Linked DNA regions of Zea mays: region 2 is linked to region 1. The links are chromatin contacts, called in public Hi-C maps. All regions are on one chromosome and are shown on one strand. The core of a region is the stretch at or near the end of the contact, and the rest is flanking DNA. Distances in the headings are between cores, read along the strand shown. Region 1 holds the start of LOC100286022 (AMP-binding protein). Region 2 holds the start of LOC103629977 (autophagy-related protein 2).

What was found. Hi-C and Micro-C count contacts between places; a contact is called where the count stands out from the background.
Region 2: a contact with region 1 is called in a Hi-C map of bundle sheath, with 2.6 times the contacts expected there. The contact joins the promoter of LOC103629977 here to the promoter of LOC100286022 in region 1. A contact is called at or near these places in 5 of 25 Hi-C or Micro-C datasets (bundle sheath, endosperm, leaf and 1 more).

The regions. Positions count from the first base shown.
Region 1 is chr6:127,694,435-127,697,134 of Zm-B73-REFERENCE-NAM-5.0, reverse strand. LOC100286022 (AMP-binding protein) reads left to right here and starts at 1,449. Exons shown (of 2, transcript NM_001158910.2): 1 at 1,449-1,876; 2 at 1,959-2,700. The coding sequence starts at 1,679.
Region 2 is chr6:127,914,116-127,916,852 of Zm-B73-REFERENCE-NAM-5.0, reverse strand. It overlaps LOC103629977 (autophagy-related protein 2), which reads right to left and starts at 1,393. Exons shown (of 13, transcript XM_008651078.4): 1 at 952-1,393; 2 at 1-93. The coding sequence starts at 1,137.

The sequences.
Region 1 (2,700 bases), core at 200-2,699:
TCCCTCGAAGATACCTCATCCGAAGGAGTCTTTTTGTTTAAATCATGCAAAAGTTGGGTGAGCATTCCCTACTTTACTCTTAGAACCGATCCACTCAACCATAACAAACCCTCACCAAAGACTGCATCGCTGCCCTACACAGGCTCGCCTACGGTAGTGTTGCTAACACCATTGATGAGTACACCAAAATGGAGAAAAGCTCGATCTTATAGTGCTTCAAATATTTTCATAGAGATGTTATTTCATGTTTTGGTGAAGAGTATAGTCATCGTCCCACTATTGACGATCTTAGACGACTATTAACTAAGGGTGAGGAGAGTAGATTTCCTGGTATGATAGTAAGGATAGTTTGCATATATTGAAAGTGGAGAAAATGTCCCATTGAATGGAGATGATAGTTTACAAGATGGGGCATTGGATAGCCGATCATCATGCTTGAAGCGCTTGCCTCGTAATACTTGTGTGGATTTGACATTGTTTTTTTGGTGGCGAGGTCGAACAACGACGTCAACATGCTCAAAAAGTCGTCATTGTTCATTGACGTGCTTGAGGAAGAAGTACCAAATATAAACTTCACGGTAAAGGGACATGAGTATAACCAAGGATAGTACCTCGTCGATGACATGGACCCGTGGTGCTCGATATTTTAAAGACCATTCCCCTCATACAGACTATAAAGCAGGGAATATTTGTTGTATGCTATAAGGGAGCATAAAAGAACATAGAGAGAGTATATGTGGTCCTCAAAGCTTACTTTTACATATTCTTGCTAGTCTAGGTCGTTCTTTTTCCCAACAAGTACACAGTGTGATTAAACGTACATGTATTATTTTACACAATATAATTATTTAGGATGAGCTTAGAGAATCATACGATATGGATAAGTATGAGGTAGTATAATCCTCTTATCACTCCTAAAGCATCGACATAGTTTGCAACCTTCATTCAAGGTGAGGTCACAATCATGCTAGTCCGGTGTTTTATCAGCTCTAAAATCATTTAATGAAGCATACATAAGATCTGCACCATAGAAATTAGTTTTTTATGAATTATATAATTTTATTTTTTTTAAATAATGCAATTTTAATTACTTTTATGAGTTACGTATTTTTATTGTTTTTCAAGCAATATAATTTTTATTTTATTTATTTTCTTAATTTTATGTTTTGATTCTTTTTAATAAAATACCGTGCTTCACTTTAAATAAAAGTTTCTAAAAGAAAAACCGATATGACATTAAAAATTGTGTATTATAGCATTATAATAGGTAAGAATTAACGATAGTCCATAGGCGAGTTGGTAGCATGGATGTGCCCGCCGGTAAAGGGTGCAAGCATTTTATCTTAGCCTTCAGATCGATTCAGCACAGGGCAGCGAGGTGAACCGGTGAAGTCTCAGTCAGCTGCTGTTATCCTATAATAGTAGCTGCCTACCTGACTTGAATAATCAGCATCGCTTTTCCTTTGCAATCGCATCCTACTTAGCTCTGTTCCGTAGAAATGAAATCCAGATTGCTCTTGTACTCTTTCCCCATCTTGGCCGACTCAACCAAACGCCTGCATTCAGATAAAGTCTCACTTCCGCCGCAGCCACCTCGACCACTCTTCGAGAGTGCGAGCTAGTTGTAGATCGGCGAGGCCGTCTCCGTTCGCACAAGCCAGACCTCTTCGCGCCGGCAATGGACAGGCTCGGCGCGAATCCGGCGAACTCGTGCCCGCTGACGCCGCTTGGCTTCCTGGAGCGCTCGGCCACCGTCTTCGGCGATTGCCACTCCGTCGTGTACCACGACACGGTCTTCACCTGGTCCCAGACACACCGGCGATGCCTCCGCCTCGCCTCCGCGCTCGTCTCTCTCGGCATCAACCGCGGCGACATCGTAAGCCTCGGTCAGCAGCTCCGCGGATTGGCGCCTGGAAATGAACAAGTCTGATTTGGTTAAACCATTCCTCTTGGCGTAGGTGTCCGTGCTGTTGCCCAACGTGCCGGCCATGTACGAGATGCAGTTCGGAGTGCCCATGAGCGGCGCCGTGCTCAACAACATCAACATGCGCCTGGACGCGCGCACGGTCGCCGTCCTGCTCCGCCACTCCGGCTCCAAGCTCGTCTTCGTGGACCCGGCGTCTCTAACGCTTATCAGAGACGCGCTGAAGCAGCTCCCGCAGGGGCACCCGGCACCGCGCGTCATCCCCGTCGAGGATCCCCACGAGAAGGGGCTCCCTGCCGCCCCGCCCGGGTCACTGACGTACGAGGGGCTTCTCGAGAAGGGCGACCCGGAGTTCGCGTGGGTTCGGCCGGCCAGCGAGTGGGACCCGATGGTACTCAACTACACCTCCGGCACGACGTCGGAGCCCAAGGGGGTGGTGCACTGCCACCGCGGGATCTTCTTGATCACGCTCGACTCGCTCATTGAATGGGCGGTCCCGCCGCAGCCGACGTACCTGTGGACGCTGCCCATGTTCCACGCCAACGGCTGGAGCTTCCCATGGGGGATGGCCGTGGTGGGCGGCACCAACGTCTGCCTGCGCCGCGTCGACGCCGCCGAGGTGTACGCCACCATCGCGGGCCGCGGCGTCAGCCACCTCTGCGGCGCGCCCGTCGTGCTCAACATGCTGGCCAACGCCCCGGAGGGCGTGCGGCGGCCGCTCCCGGGGAAGGTGCGCATCCTAACTGCCGGCGCGCCACCGCCGGCTGCCGTGCTGC
Region 2 (2,737 bases), core at 144-2,643, 220 kb before region 1:
CAATTCTTCAACAACAATCTCGCAGCTAGCAGCGAATCTTACTAGCAAGGATTTTATTGATCCTTCTTTCAGCGTAATAGGGGATCCTGATAACTGAAATAATGCAGAAAATTAACTGATGATTTCACTATAAGACAGGAAGCAAACAATTTCACTTCCGCAGGTTCCACAACTTTTTTTGGTGGGGGCATTCAAATAAGAAATGATTGTGGTGTGCTAAGTACAACAGTGAATCAAATTAGAAGAAAAAATAGTGAGCAAAGGGTATTGAAGCTACAAAGAACAGCAAGTAAAATCATAGACTAACTGGTCACATGATGCTTTCTGCTAAATTGAATATAACACTAGCCACACTCGGCATTTCAGTGTGTGCAAACTTTACATTGTAATGTATTTCAATTTAAGATGCTTCATATGAATGAACTACAACAAAGGTGCATAGCCTCTTCTCCTGCCCCCAAGATCTTATTATGTTGCTATTCCGTAAACTTTTAGGTACAAACTAACCTAATAAAAAAATACTGAAGCATACCATGCAACAACAAAATGGGATTAGTCAAAATTGACACAGACATTAATCAAAAAAAATTCTACAGCTCAACTTCTTTTCGGCACCAATCTTCAGCTCCAGCATAAAAAAGCCAAAACCCCTGCCTCAATACCAACTAAACTTCGAATAGTGGTCAATCATGATCAGAATTTAAAATCAAACAACTAAACCCACCCGGCAATCAAATCAACTATTCCTATCTTCAGTACCAAGTTCTGGGCTTCCCCACGCCAAAACTCGATCATCCAGAAAACAGGGTGTGGCAATCGGCGATGAAACTATCGCAAAACCTAGCCTCCCCTGCGCCTTATTGAAAGCGGACTGCGACGGCTCCAATACACATGCGACGGCTCCAATATACAGGGGAGAACAATACACAAGCGGGAGGGAAGAAAACGCACCTTACGGTTGATGAACTCAGCGTTGAGAGCGAGGTCGTTGAGCTGCAGCGTGCCGTGGCCAAGCTGGATGTCGAACTGATCGAGGTCCAGGTCGCCGAGGATCAGATCCCCCAGCCGCTTCTTGAGCAGCGACTTGCAGACGCGCTTTAGCAGCGTGTCGGGACGGAAGCCGTCCAAGAACCCCATCGCTTCCCCTTTCGCGGCGGCGTCGGTGGTTGCGGAGAAGGAGGCTCGCCGGCGACGGAAGCGATAGTTGCTTGGTTCGATTGATAACAAGTCGGCTTTTTCGTATTAGACCCTGGAGGAGCACTGGAGCAGACTGTCAGAGTTGCCGCATACTTGTATCGCACACCCTGGGAAATCGCCTATTTATGCTCGCGCAAAGGAAATCTGTGCCACTGTCGGATGGGGCCAGACAAGTGGGGTCCAATCCGGTTAGGATGATGACGGGTGACGGCGCGGCGCAGCTCTCTAGTGCGTGTTTGCGACCCGTACGAGGCCGGCTCAGTCGGGTCGGGTGAACCAGGCCGAAGTTAGCCGGTCTTAACTGATACAACATATTTGTTTCTGCAATTGTAACAAATAAGTCTAGTTCAAGTGAGCTGATATTTGCCACATGTAGATAGCCAGGTTAAAAGTCACTTTTGTTTCTTGGAAGCAGCCACGAGGAGCTGGTTTGCGCCACCGGCATCCGAGCTCCAAAAAACGGAGCCTGCCTTCGTTTCCTAGGAGGCAGGTTGAAGAGTCACTTTTGCACGCACAGAACCGAGCTCCAAAACAAGTCAAGCCACACAAACACATACGTTACATCCCGCGAGCACAGCCAGACCAGCGGGCCAAGGTCGCAAACGTGCCCCTAGTCTCTACCCGTCCCGCCCAAGTTCGTGTCGGCGCGTATCAGGTCTCATTCTTTCACTCGTTTCTCGCCACCTGAGAACGGAAAATCAGCGAACTTCCCTCCAATTTCATAGATTTCGAACGGTTTATGATTTCAAGTTTTGAGTCAGGGAATTTCGTTTTTTTCTCGGCGGATTTCGCCGGTTTAGAAAAAATTAAAAAATTTGGCAAGATATGTTTATAAATTGTTAAAATCATGTTGCACGGTGCCTAATAATATATACATACAAATAATGTAATGTCCAAGATCACATAAAACATATTAATCCAAATAGAAAATGCAATCCCAATGCAACACAAAGCTATAGAAGGTTACAATAGTAACATACAAGTACATATGAAGTCTTATGGAACTAGTAATGTAACAACAATGAACATTATGTAATTTCTAAGTAATGTAACAACAATGAACAAACTGAAACAACTACTGCAAATCCACTGGATCCTATTTTTATGGTTTGCATGTCTCCGTTACCTGGTCCTTACCTGGTCACGAGAGGGAGAGTGGAGCAGAGAGAGTGGAGTTGTGGAGGGTTCGGCAAGCACATGTATCCATTTTCTTAATGGGTTTGGGTTTTAGGTTAACAGGTCCAAACGAAATTATTTTTTCACGTCAAAAGATGGATATTTGAACTTCAAATATATTTTGAGCTCTGGGGACCCTCTAGTCTTTTTTACATATTTTTCCTAATTTTTATGAAATTTTTTAATTTCAAATTTTGAAACGGATTCTTTGAAATATTCACCGGATTTCGATTTCGCCTAGTAGCGAGAACAGGAAAAGATGGCGAATCTCGTCGAATCCCGAGCGGGATTTGTATCCCTGGTGCACATCCTCTCGTTAGCCCGTCCCGCAAAGGACGTGGTGTGGTGGGGGTGGCTGAGTGGG